Linked DNA regions of Mus musculus: all the other regions are linked to region 3. A link is a contact called in public promoter capture Hi-C data. All regions are on one chromosome and are shown on one strand. Each heading gives the region's core, a stretch centred on a gene start, on an enhancer-like site or on the middle of the called end of the contact. The rest is flanking DNA. Distances are from core to core; before and after follow the strand shown.

Region 1 (3,710 bases), core at 317-2,816, about 21 Mb after region 3:
AGCTGTTTACTAGAAACTGAGTTTTAGTATGTTGTCCAGGCTAGACCCAAAACTTGTAGCAAGCTTTCTTCAGCCTCCTGAGTGCTGAGATATAAGCTTGAGCTATCACTCTGGCTTTACCTTCCTTTTCATTTTTTAAAAAAAAGTATGTGTATTTTCTGTATGTCTGTGGGTGTATGTGGAGGTCAGAGGGCAAGCCCAAGAGTCAGTTTTCTTCTTCCAGCACTTAAGTGTGTGACTGAACCCAATAGTCTAGTGCTGTGGCAGGTCTCCTTACCTATGAGCCATTTCACCCACCCCACAGCCCCCACTCTCTATTGCATGTTCTCTAGCCAGTGTGCTGGCTGACACTTTCTGAAGCATCTTCTACCTTCTGGAAAACCTAATGTGGAAAACCTTTGTTCTCAAAGGCAAGTTTCTTCATCGTTTGAGAGTAAGGGTCTATATAGCCTGGGCCGGCAATGAAGCTTGGGGAAAAATGACTTTGAACTGATCCTCCTAACTCTTAACTTTTTAGTTCTGAGATTACAAGTATGCCCCACAGTGTCTGTCTGGTGCATGCAGTGCTTGCTGGACAGTGCACCTTTGAGAATACTGGGCAGCAACTGTTCTATAAACTGAGCTTTCTTCCCAGGCCACTTACTGCAGTATTAATGGGAACATCTTCCTGCCTTCTGAGAAGATGCCACAGCAGATGACTGGTAGAGAGCATCCAGCTCAGGCCCTGATCCAGAACATATTCGTAACTTTGCCAATAATAATATCAGCTTTAAGAAATGTCTATTCGTCAGGCACAGATTAAAACTCCTATCCCCAGTGACTCATACTTAGAACTAAGTGGGCCACAAATGAATACAATTCCGCCAGGTATGTTGGCTCACAACTTCCTCTTGGCTCAACCCCAGAGGAAGGTGGAGACTGGAGACTGGCTAAGAGTTGGAGTTCCAAATCAACCTTAGGTACTGAGCAAGATTCCACCTCTGAAACTCTAAGTCTCAAATAAATGGCTGAGGTGCCTATTTAACATATCAATGTGGACCAGGCTGCCACGTTCTCCCAGTACCCCTTGTTACAGGGTATGGCTGGCACACTCCACCTTCTACCCCAAATTCTCCAGCTTGTGTTGCCCTTCTCTATATAACCCAGCCATTTTAGTTACCTGCCCCCTTTTTACCTTTTGGCCACAGCACCCGGGTCTTATGGCTCAGGGGTTATGTCCACTCTGAACTCCCCCAGCTGTCTGCCTATGCTTCCCTTTTCCCCTACAATAAACCTCCTCCTCCACCATACTTAGAAGCAGCCATGTCCTTAGTTTATTATTTTTTCATTCATGAAAGAAATGCAGAACCAAGTGAATTAACAAGAAAATAAATAAGTAAAGCAAATACAGAAAACAAATTGAATGAAGTGAATTAACGCATCGGCTTTTGACTTTCACGGAATCTCAGTTTTTTTTTTTAAATTATTATTTTTTGAGTCAGAGTTTCACTATGTAGTCCTGGCTGTATTGGAGCTCTACGTAGAGCAGGCTGCTCCGGACGTCACAGGGATCCGCCTGAATCGCTCACAGGAGTTCTGGGATTAAGGGCGTGAACCGCTTCCGCGGCTTTCAGGATTTTTTTCCCTCATCTCCGTGAATTTGGCTTTACCTCCCCAGAGATCCGCCTGCATCTGCCTCTCCGCGGATGTGCGCGGTTTTCCCGGCTGTTTTTTTCTTTCTTTCTTTTTTTTTTTTCCTTTTCCACGGAGACTATGTTGTCAATCAATACAGAAACAGAAAACGCCCAGACGTGGCGGAAACTCAGTCATCCAATCAGAGGACGGCTTGTGGTTGACAGGCGGGACTACAAACCGGAAATGTGAGACAGAATACGCGGACCGAGCCGGGGGAGGGGCGACCAAAAAGAAAACAAAAAACAAAAAACAAACCGCCGAAAAACAAAAAAATAAAAACCGCTTCAGGCCGGAAGTATAAAACGGAACCCGGAAGTGTGGGACCGGATACGGCTAAAACACTTCAGGCCGGAAGTGCGAGACAGATACGGATGAAAACGCTGCAGGCCGGAAGTGCGAGACGGATGAAAACGCCTCAGGCCGGAAGTTTGAAGTGAAGATGGCTATAAAAGCTTTAGAGAAGCTCGGGAAGACACTCACCAGCACTTGGAGTCCGAGCTTGGACTGACTGCCTGGGCCTGCTGGGATTCTGAGTTCTGCCATCAGTTCTTGTTTCTGGTAAGTCAGTCACCTCCAGAAGGGCACAGTTTTGATTGAGGGCCACTTGACCCAAGATGCCAAAGGAACTCTGATTTCTTCTCTTCCCAGGAACAGATCGCAGGCATTGAGTTTACTAATAGTGATGGTTGCCATCATCTTCGACCTTAATTTGCTGGTTTCATTTATTATTTTATTTTATTTGAGGCATGACCTTACTTTGCTGCCCAGGCCCACCTAGAACGCAGATCAGCCAAGAGTGCTTTTAAATTACCTGGCAGTTCTGCATCTGCCTCCCCAAGCTGGAACTACAAGCTGAAAGTTAATGGAATATCTAGAATTATACCTTGGTTTGTGTCAAGTTAAATTTTTTCTTTGTTTTTTGTTTTTGTTTTTGTTTTTTTAGATGGGGCCTTAGTCTAGCTCAGGTTGGCTTCAGACTGCCTCACCCCTCTGAATGTTGAATTAATGATTCAATATTTAAGGCTTATTTTAATTTTTCTTTTTAGAGACAGAGTCACATGCAGAATATGGTAGAATTCACATGTAGTCTCATCATATCTGACTTCACATTTTAAAATTTTCATTTCATTTTATTTTGAAGACATAGTCTTATCTGATCCTTTTAATTCCATCTTCTTAGAGTTTGGATTTTATTCATTTACATTCTTACTTTTTTTTTTTTTTTTTTTTTTTAGGCAGAGTTTCTCTGTAGCCCTGGGTGACCTGGAATGCACAGAGATCCATTTGCATCTGCTTCTTGAGTATTTGGTTTTAAGGCTTTGGTTTTAAGGCATGCACTACCATGTCTAGCTAGTGTTGCCCACTGACTTTAAAATTTCTTAAAGACAGAGTCTCGTTAAGCTTGGGCTGGTCTCAGTTGAACCCCTGACCTTCTAACTCTACATTTGATTGATTAGCTTGAAATTCCTTAAATTTTACAAAAGTTAATGTTTTGAAATTTGAGATCTAAATTGAGATTTGTTTTCTTTCTTTCACTTTTTGTTTTTGTTTTTTTTTTTTAAATTTTTCAGAGACAGGGTTTCTTTTGTACCCCCTGCTGTCCTGGAACTAGCATTGAAGACCAGGCTGGCCTCAAACTCACAGAGACCTGCCTGCCTCTGCTGCTTCCTTGGCGTTGGGATTGAAGAGGTTTTATGGCACAGGACTACAAGTCCCATCTCGTCTGAGGACTGAAGCTATAGGAATGTAGTTGGTTTAGCCTGGATAATTTAACTTGACCTTGATCCAAATTAAAATAAAAAGAAGCCAGGTGGGCTGCTTACTTCTTTCTGGCATTCCAGCCCTAGAAACACAATGAAGCGTGATCTCCAGTTCTGGGCTAGACTGGGGTGACCTTGTTTACATAAAATGAAACAAATGAGTTAGGAATGCAGCCTACTGGCAGAGTGCTTGTCTAGTTTGGGCCAGGCCCTGGGATCAAACCCAAACAACCTCACCTCAAAATTATTTTGAATCTGTTTTTTTTAAAAATTTTA
Region 2 (3,639 bases), core at 466-2,965, about 25 Mb after region 3:
CTATGACCCCAGTCAGCAGAGATGAAAGAGGCATGGTGGAAGAGCAGAGTGTTACGAACAGTTGGCTCAGCAAGGAATTTAGCCTTCCTGAACTCCACCATAGGAACCATGGATGAAGGAGCCCCCTTTCAGAGATTAATGTGAAGACCCAAATGAGTGTCTGAAGTGTGGAACACAGTGTCTGCCGGTGACGCCTCCATTCTTGGCACAGAGCGGGAGCTGAGTTCTGGGCTTCCTAGAGGGCAACTGAGGCTCTTGGAACTGGGATGGTCTGGAGTATCCGAGCACGCATCAGCAGAAGCAGGAGAAAGTGAAATGGAGAAAAAATGGCTGCCACTGGGCTCCAGGTTCCTGCCACTAGGTGGGCCTTTGCACACATTACCAACTCTGTAGTCGGGACTTATCAGAGTCTCTTATCTATCTTCCTTTGATGCTAGATTAGACCCTACCAAAACAAACAAACAAACAAAAAAACCCCAAAACAACAACAACAACAAACCTAGCTGCTCTGAGCTTGGAGAGAAAATGCCCAGAGCCTTGACTTTAAGGGGACTCAGGGGCTGGTCTTATTTGAGGAATCTCTTGTGATCTCTAGAAATGAGGTCTTGCCACTCTGTGTTGGAGTCTAAAATACCAAGCTTCTCAAAAACTGTGCATCACCAACGCGAAAGGCGTGTGACCCTATGTATAACTGAGCACAGATGGAAGACGGAGCAGGCATGCAAAAACCTGTGGCTCCCAGCACATGGGTTTCAAAGCCAGGTTCTTTTCCTTTCCTTTTTTTTTTTTTTTTTTTTTTCTTCCTTTCTTTCCTTTTTGGTCAGGGTCTCATGTAGTCTAGACTGACTTTAACCCTTCGTGTAGTTGAGGATGACCTTGGACTTCTGATAACCCTGCTTCAACCTCCCTGAGTACTGGGGTTATAAGCATGCACAACTATGTTTAGTTTATGCAGCGCTGGGGACCAAACCCTGGGCTGCATGCGAGCTAGGCAAGTGCTCTTACCAACAGGGCTCACCCACCGGAGCCCTCCACATTCCTACCACCCACCATGTTCAGGCCAACTCCCATGTCTCCAGCAACATGGGTGGAAGAAAACAGGATGCCCTGGAGAATGCGGCTGATTTGGAGCCTCAGTTTGTAAAGCTGGAAAACGGGGTTAACATAAGAAAACACTTCCAGCAAACGTATTTAACTGGTGCTTAACTAGTGAGGCCAGGCTGCAGCAGATCGTGTACGATAAACGGGAGTCTTGCTACTTATTATGGGAATTGTGATCATGGACTCCTCTGAGCGCCAAATGAGGGTAGGGGGCGCGCAAGGGGAGAGTGTACTTCGGCTGTCCCCTCCTCTGCCCGCAGCACAAACCTAGGAATCCCGACCCCATGAGAGGAAGTGATCTACCGGAGTCACCCGCGGGCAAGTGGACAGATGACCGCAACCCAGCTCCCCGGCTCCCCCCCTTCCAGCCCAGGTCGCCTGGACACCCCGGTCCTCGGCGAGACAGACGGCCAGGCACAGCTCCGCCGCCGCGTCCTCACCCTCTAGCTTGGCGTCATCCTTCGCCTGGACCAGAAGAAGCCAGGCCAACGGGGCCAGGAGCAGCAGGGACCGCATAGCGGAGTCTCGGGAACAACCCGCCGGCACTGAGACAGAAGCTGAACTGGAAACTTCGCGACGGGGCCGGCGGGCGCTGCCACGCACTGAGCCCGCCCCGGGGGCGGTGCCGCGCACGCCTCCGCCCGCCTCGGGGAAGGGTTTTCCTGCTTAGGCTTCTAGGTCCTCCAGACTTGGGGCAGGTCGTTGTGCCCCCTGGGTCCCGATGCCGGACCGTCCATGCTCTCCCTCCCCCGCTTCTCTCCAAGTGGGCGAGGAGGGCGAGGCCTTGATGTCTAGAAGAGGAGACTTAATATCATCTGCACCGCGATGGTGGGAATATATATATAAAGTCTAGCCCCAGCTCCCAAAAGAGAATCACTTAATTCAACTTTCCGCTCCCTGGAAGGAAATCAGAAAGTAGTCAAGGAAATTGCAGCGGTTAATTATGGGATGGATGTGTGTGTGTGTGGTGATGGTGGGGGGGGGGTATTAGATGGATGGATAAGTGGGTGTGTAAGTGGGTGAGTGAGTGGATGGTTGGATGGCGGTATAGGTGGATGGATGGGTAAGTGGCTGGCTGGCTGGATAGATGGATGATGGGGGGCCAGATGGATGGATGGGTGAGTGAGTGGATGGATGAATGAGGGCTAAGTGGATGGAGTGAAAATTTTCAGTGCCATTCACAGACAAAGTAAAAGAAGGTCAAAAGTTTCTGGAGCAAGGGTTCCTGGTCCAGATGTGAGCCAAGCACATCTACATTTAGACAAAATCTGTCAAGCCGTAGAAGAGAGCTCAAACAGGGACCCTGGAATCTCAGTCCCACAGATTAGATCCTAGGGCAGGGTTCGGGAGGGCGGGGGAGGAGGGGCTTGACGAAATCAGGGAGTTAGGGAGATTTGGTCTTTCACAAAGGAAACAGGCATCTACAGGATGCTAAGTGGGAAAGGTTTTCTCTTCAGTATGACTCATTGTTAAAGATAGATCCTCTGCCTAGCAGATAGGTCAAAACAAGGTTGGGTGGGGTAGGGTGGGGTCTGCCCAAATCCTAGCACTCAGGAGGTAGAAGAGCTCCATTGTCCAAAGCCAGCCTGAGCTGCACAGCCAGACTCAGTCAGAGAAGGGAGGAAGAAGGTGTCAAAGCGAGCTGGAATCCCAGCACTCAGGAGGCATAGCAGGATCAGGAGTTCAAGACATGCTCAGCCGTAGAGCTAGTGACCATATAGCTTGAGGCTAGTGTGGACTGTGTGAGACCTCAACAACACACACCCACCCCCAACACAGGAAACTTACAGACCAATGTTTGCAATGATTATTTCCAAGTTGTGGAATAAACATGTTCATAACTTATGCAGCGTTTCTAGGTCATATTATTGGGAATCGTTCTTCTTTTCTTGTTTCTCTTTTTCTTGAGAAAGATGTACAATACTTGTACAATTGAAGAACCACGTGTCCTTTCTGGGAAATAAGAACAGGCTGGAAAAATGGGCGTCCACCTCATTGTGCAGAGGTCAACTCACACTCTCACAGATGGTAGAAGAGAGGCCCAGGGCTATCCAGCAGCAAGCTCAAAGTCACAAGACCAACCAGAGGAAGCGACCTCAGCAGAATCTAGAACATTTGCTTCCTAGCAGGGACTTAGAGCCAGGAGCTGCTGCAGCTGGAGACAGGACTTGGCGCCAAGCATCCACCAGCATCCGCCGGGTGTTTTAGACCCAGAAGGTTGAGGACTGAGATCTCCAAACCCTTGGAGGAGGAAGTACAAGTGTAAATGGGGGAAGAACCAGCCAGCCTTGTTGGCTGGCTCGATTTTCAAAGCTCTTCCTCCAAGCTCACAACTGCCTTTCTCGTAAAGCTGTCACTTCTGTTTGCAAAACAAGAAACTAAGGCTCGAAGCAGTATCATCTGCCTGGCATCACACACCTGATGTGGGACCACAGTAAGGAAGCATCAGCCAGCTCCCAGCTAGAACTGCCTACAGCGATATACGCCAGATAGAAAACATTCCTGGGCAGTCATCAGAGTACAAATTAAAAGAGGGAT
Region 3 (4,042 bases), core at 1,328-3,827:
GGCCTGCTGCACTCAGAAAAGTCACCAGTACCTACCACTTGGTCTGCAGAGTTAAGTTAGACTTTAAAGTACTTTCATTGCTACCAATTTTATTAACCTTCTCTGCATCATTAATTATGCTCCGCTGACCTACAGAATATTTCTGCAAAGTAGGAAGTGTCCAGAAAGTTATGCGTGCTGAGCACTACAGCAACAACAGACAGTTACAAAATAAAATCCAAACACATTCAGACTAAGACATTCAAAGCCCCAAACAACCAGCCAGACACCCCACCCCGCTCCCAGCTCCTACCGAACTCCAGGCCTGAGTATTTCTCATAGCAGTACAGACCAAACCCTCTTCTGCCACACCTTTGCAATTTGCCCTGGCTAGACCTGGGGGCACTAATGCCCAGAAGGCTACAGATTTTTTTCTTTGTCACTTCACAATTTTATATCTCTTTCCAATGAACCTTTTATATTCCTTATCTGAATGGTACTGACAGTATCTTAGACCAGAACAGCAGCAATTTCCAGACTACAACTACTTCTTCACTCCCATAAATAACAAGCCTCCAGTTCCTTGGATTCCAGCCTTGATATCTGCCCTAGGCTTCAGCTCGTGATTCTCCTGCCTCAAACTCCAGGTGCTGACATGGCAGACACACACTATCACATATGGCCAAGACTGCTCAAATGCAACCCCTCTTGGTCATTTCCACTTCCCCTCTCCAGCTCAAGCCATGACACAGCAACAGCTTTTTAAGTACTGGTCTACTCCAGTGTCTGGTCCCTTCCCACTCTGCCAAGTGGGAAAACCCTTCAAAGTATCCCCATAGCTTCCAGGCTAAAATCCAAATTCTTTAGCATGCTTCCAAGGGCCTCCCTATTTGACTCCACAACCTCTCATTTTCTCCACTTCTCCAAGTAATACTGGAACCACAACACGGCTGACTAGTCACTTGGGTCTTTCTCATGCCTAGGTCTCTGCGCCTTTCCATCTAGTTCTGCCTAGAAATCCGTTTCCTAGGCTCATTATATGCCTAAGGAAATCTTGAAACACTAAGTCCCTCATTGTTGCCTAGAACTGTGGTTCAGATATTTCTCCTGTTCTCAGTAGCTCTGTGTTCACACAGTGCACACACTCAACCACCCTTGATTTGCCGGTTCCTCCCATACTGTACATATCACCAGAGAACAAGTGTATTCCTAGCCAGAAGGGCTAAGTGCCTAAGCTAAAATGTTTTCACACATACTGAGGTCCAATAAATGCTTGGCAGATGATGAACGTGCTGTTCTAACCCTGGATTTTCACTTCAAGGGAAAGCAGTACAAAGAGCTACAGCTGACAGTTCTGATACTAACTAACCTCTATCTAATATATTCTCTCTCTCTCTCTCTCTCTCTCTCTCTCTCTCTCTCACACACACACACACACACACACACACACACACCCTCTTGATCTTTCAAAACGCTTCTGACTCCCTTGCTGCGTCCTTCCACAGCACCCTCACCACATTTGTAACTATTTCTTAACTGTCTTTCACTGCTAACTCGATGGGGGCAATGACTAGACTTTTCAAAGCTGTATTCGATGACATTTTCCATGTTGCCAACACAGAATAAACACAGCGATCCTACGACCACAGGCACTTGGCAACTGTGCCAGACCCAACCTGAATCATCTGACTTCAGATCCAGAAGTGGACAGCACCTCCCATAAAGTTAGCTTGGATTGCGAGTGAACAGTGGCAGTCTAAGAGTAAGGGGAGCTCACTGAACGTAAACGCAGGGCTTACTAGCCTACCTTAAATTTAACAGGCATTCCAAATTTTTAACTTTTTTTTTTTTTTTAGTTCTACTACCAGATAGCCTTTAACCTGCAGCTGCCCAGATCGAAAGTTAGAGAGGTTCCAAGGAAAGGAAGGATCTAGGACTGGAAACCTCTCTCTAAAACCAGATTCTTTTCTTCTCCGAGATCAAGTTACCCATCCGAGTAATGGGAACAAGACCCGGTCAGGAGGAAATTCTAAGGTCTCCCAGGGTCCATTCAGTTGGTTAGGATGCCTTTAGGAATCAGGCCTCCGCGGAGGCTGATAGGCAGAGCTGCGAAATCAAGGAGAAAGTGGCTTCCCCAAGACCTCCTGGTTCAATCTGGTACCCCAGCCCCACCTCAAGAGACCGCACCCAGGAGCCCGGGATGGCCGAAGGGCCCAAACCCCGGCCTTTCAGCAAGACTCCTCAAACGCGCGTAGGCTAGCACAGCCTTTACTAACGGCCAGGACCCGGTGGGCCCCAAAGACCATCCCAATCCTTATCCAACCACCAACCCTCACCTTAAGAGTTCCGCCTCACCTCCGGACTGCGATCAGCCGCTCTCCACTTCCGGCAAGAACCGCCCAGCGGTCTTCGCGCGACCCACTTCCGGGCCCTCACTGGGCGCGGCACCCCCACCGGAAATGAACCACTGGCTGTAACGCTAGCCCGGGGGAGAGGAAGAAGTTTGGCCGCTCCGCTCGTGACTCCGCCCTCATTCCCCGCCACCGGAGAGAGAATCTGGCTTAGGAGCGTTTGGAAAAGGGCTCCGCCTCCAAGGGAGGTGGGGGAGGAAAACTCGGGGAAGGGGCGTGTCCACGGTTGGTCACGCCCCGAGGCCCAGACCAATAAGGAGCTGGAGTTCCTAACCAAGCCCCACCTCCTCAAAGGAAGACAGCTGAGTGGCTGCTTGTTTTGTCAATTTGTGCTCGGAGACTGAGGTCGTTACGTTTTTAGCCTCAGTCCGGAAGAGGTTCAGGGAACAACAGTGGGGCTAGAAGGCTCTGAGACCCAGTGTCTGGTGGTTGGGGGGACCGGGACCAAATTTCGCCCCTGGCTGGGCGTGCAAGCCTTGGTTTCCCTGTCTGTAGTACAGAAAAGCAATGGACTCGGTCGCGGAGGCTAATAGAGTAGGCTTTGAGCGTCTGGGCATGCTCGCCCTCGCTCGATTCCGAGGCTAGGGCTGGGAAGGTGGAGAAAATCTTCCACTCGCGCCCCACTTCCTGTTTGCTCTGTGCGTTTTGTGACCATAGATGGTCAGGTCCGTGGCTGTGCTTAAGCTTCCGCCTCAGGCTTCGGAGTTCTTCCTCCCACCCTGTAGGGTGTGGTCCCTGAAATGAAATGAGCAAAATTAAAGGAGATCTTGTCCCATTCCTTAAAAATCTTGCTTTTGAGGCTTCATCGCCCCAAGCTATGTATGCCCAGCTGGCTGCTAATGAGCCCGTGTGCGATTCAGAGCTGTAACTGCAGCCTGCAGGGCAGTCTTCGCCTCCCTGCTTCTTAGACGGGGGATCGCGTCTTTGTTTCCTCCGGACTTAACACTTTCCAACCGGTCATTATCCTCCCACAAAGATTTATTTCTAGAAAAAAAATTGGCGAGTGCTGTGCTATGGTTCCTACCCCTTCGACTGGATGACTGACAACTCCGCGTTCAAGTTGAATGCAGGTGTTATATGCCAGAGTCAATCATTCAACAAATACAGTTCATGTAATAATAGCTACCATTTACTGTGCGCTGACTACATGCCAGGCTTGTGCTGAGCGCTCAAACCATTTTCATTTAATCCTAATAGCAACTCTCTGCGGTAGGTACCATTACATCCTCGGAGCTTCAAATGAGGAAGCTGAATAACTTGCCAAGGTCACAAAGTAGATGTTGAAACTTTAAACAGAGCACGCATTTGACTGTCTTAGAACCAATGAATTTAATCATCCCCAGTGATAGATAGATCTGGGAACATTTGAGGCATTGGGTGCCTCTGGTTGTAGACGTAAGTTGTTCCATTCCTGACTCCGAGCCCTTTACTAGCGTCCCGACTTTGATCAAGGTGCTTTGGACAATTTACTGGCCTCCCCCAGTTTATGACTCCCAGTTTGTTTAAAACAGAAATGACAACATACCAAATTATGGCACAAAAATCATCCGTTTATAATATGTTCATTTCAGGGGCAGGTGTGGTAATGCTCACCTTTAGTTCCAGCACCCGGGAAGCAGAGGCAGGTTGATTTTGTGAGTTCAAGGCCAGCC

The links. Promoter capture Hi-C pulls out the DNA fragments that hold promoters and counts their contacts.
Region 1: a contact with region 3 is called in a promoter capture Hi-C map of liver, with 4 times the contacts expected there. The contact joins the promoter of Pramel12 here to the promoter of Cap1 in region 3. A contact is called at or near these places in 6 of 39 promoter capture datasets (cranial neural crest, frontonasal cranial neural crest, liver and 3 more) and 1 of 484 Hi-C or Micro-C datasets (rod photoreceptor).
Region 2: a promoter capture Hi-C map of second pharyngeal arch cranial neural crest shows a contact between it and region 3. The contact joins the promoter of Plod1 here to the promoter of Cap1 in region 3. A contact is called at or near these places in 5 of 39 promoter capture datasets (cranial neural crest, frontonasal cranial neural crest, maxillary cranial neural crest and 2 more).

Annotation. Positions count from the first base shown.
Region 1 is chr4:143,410,860-143,414,569 of GRCm38.p6, forward strand. Pramel12 (PRAME like 12) reads left to right here and starts at 1,567. Exons shown (of 5, transcript NM_172877.3): 1 at 1,567-2,232.
Region 2 is chr4:147,935,061-147,938,699 of GRCm38.p6, forward strand. Plod1 (procollagen-lysine, 2-oxoglutarate 5-dioxygenase 1) reads right to left here and starts at 1,716. Exons shown (of 19, transcript NM_011122.3): 1 at 1,542-1,716. The coding sequence starts at 1,617.
Region 3 is chr4:122,883,499-122,887,540 of GRCm38.p6, forward strand. Cap1 (CAP, adenylate cyclase-associated protein 1 (yeast)) reads right to left here and starts at 2,578. Exons shown (of 13, transcript NM_001358035.1): 1 at 2,316-2,578.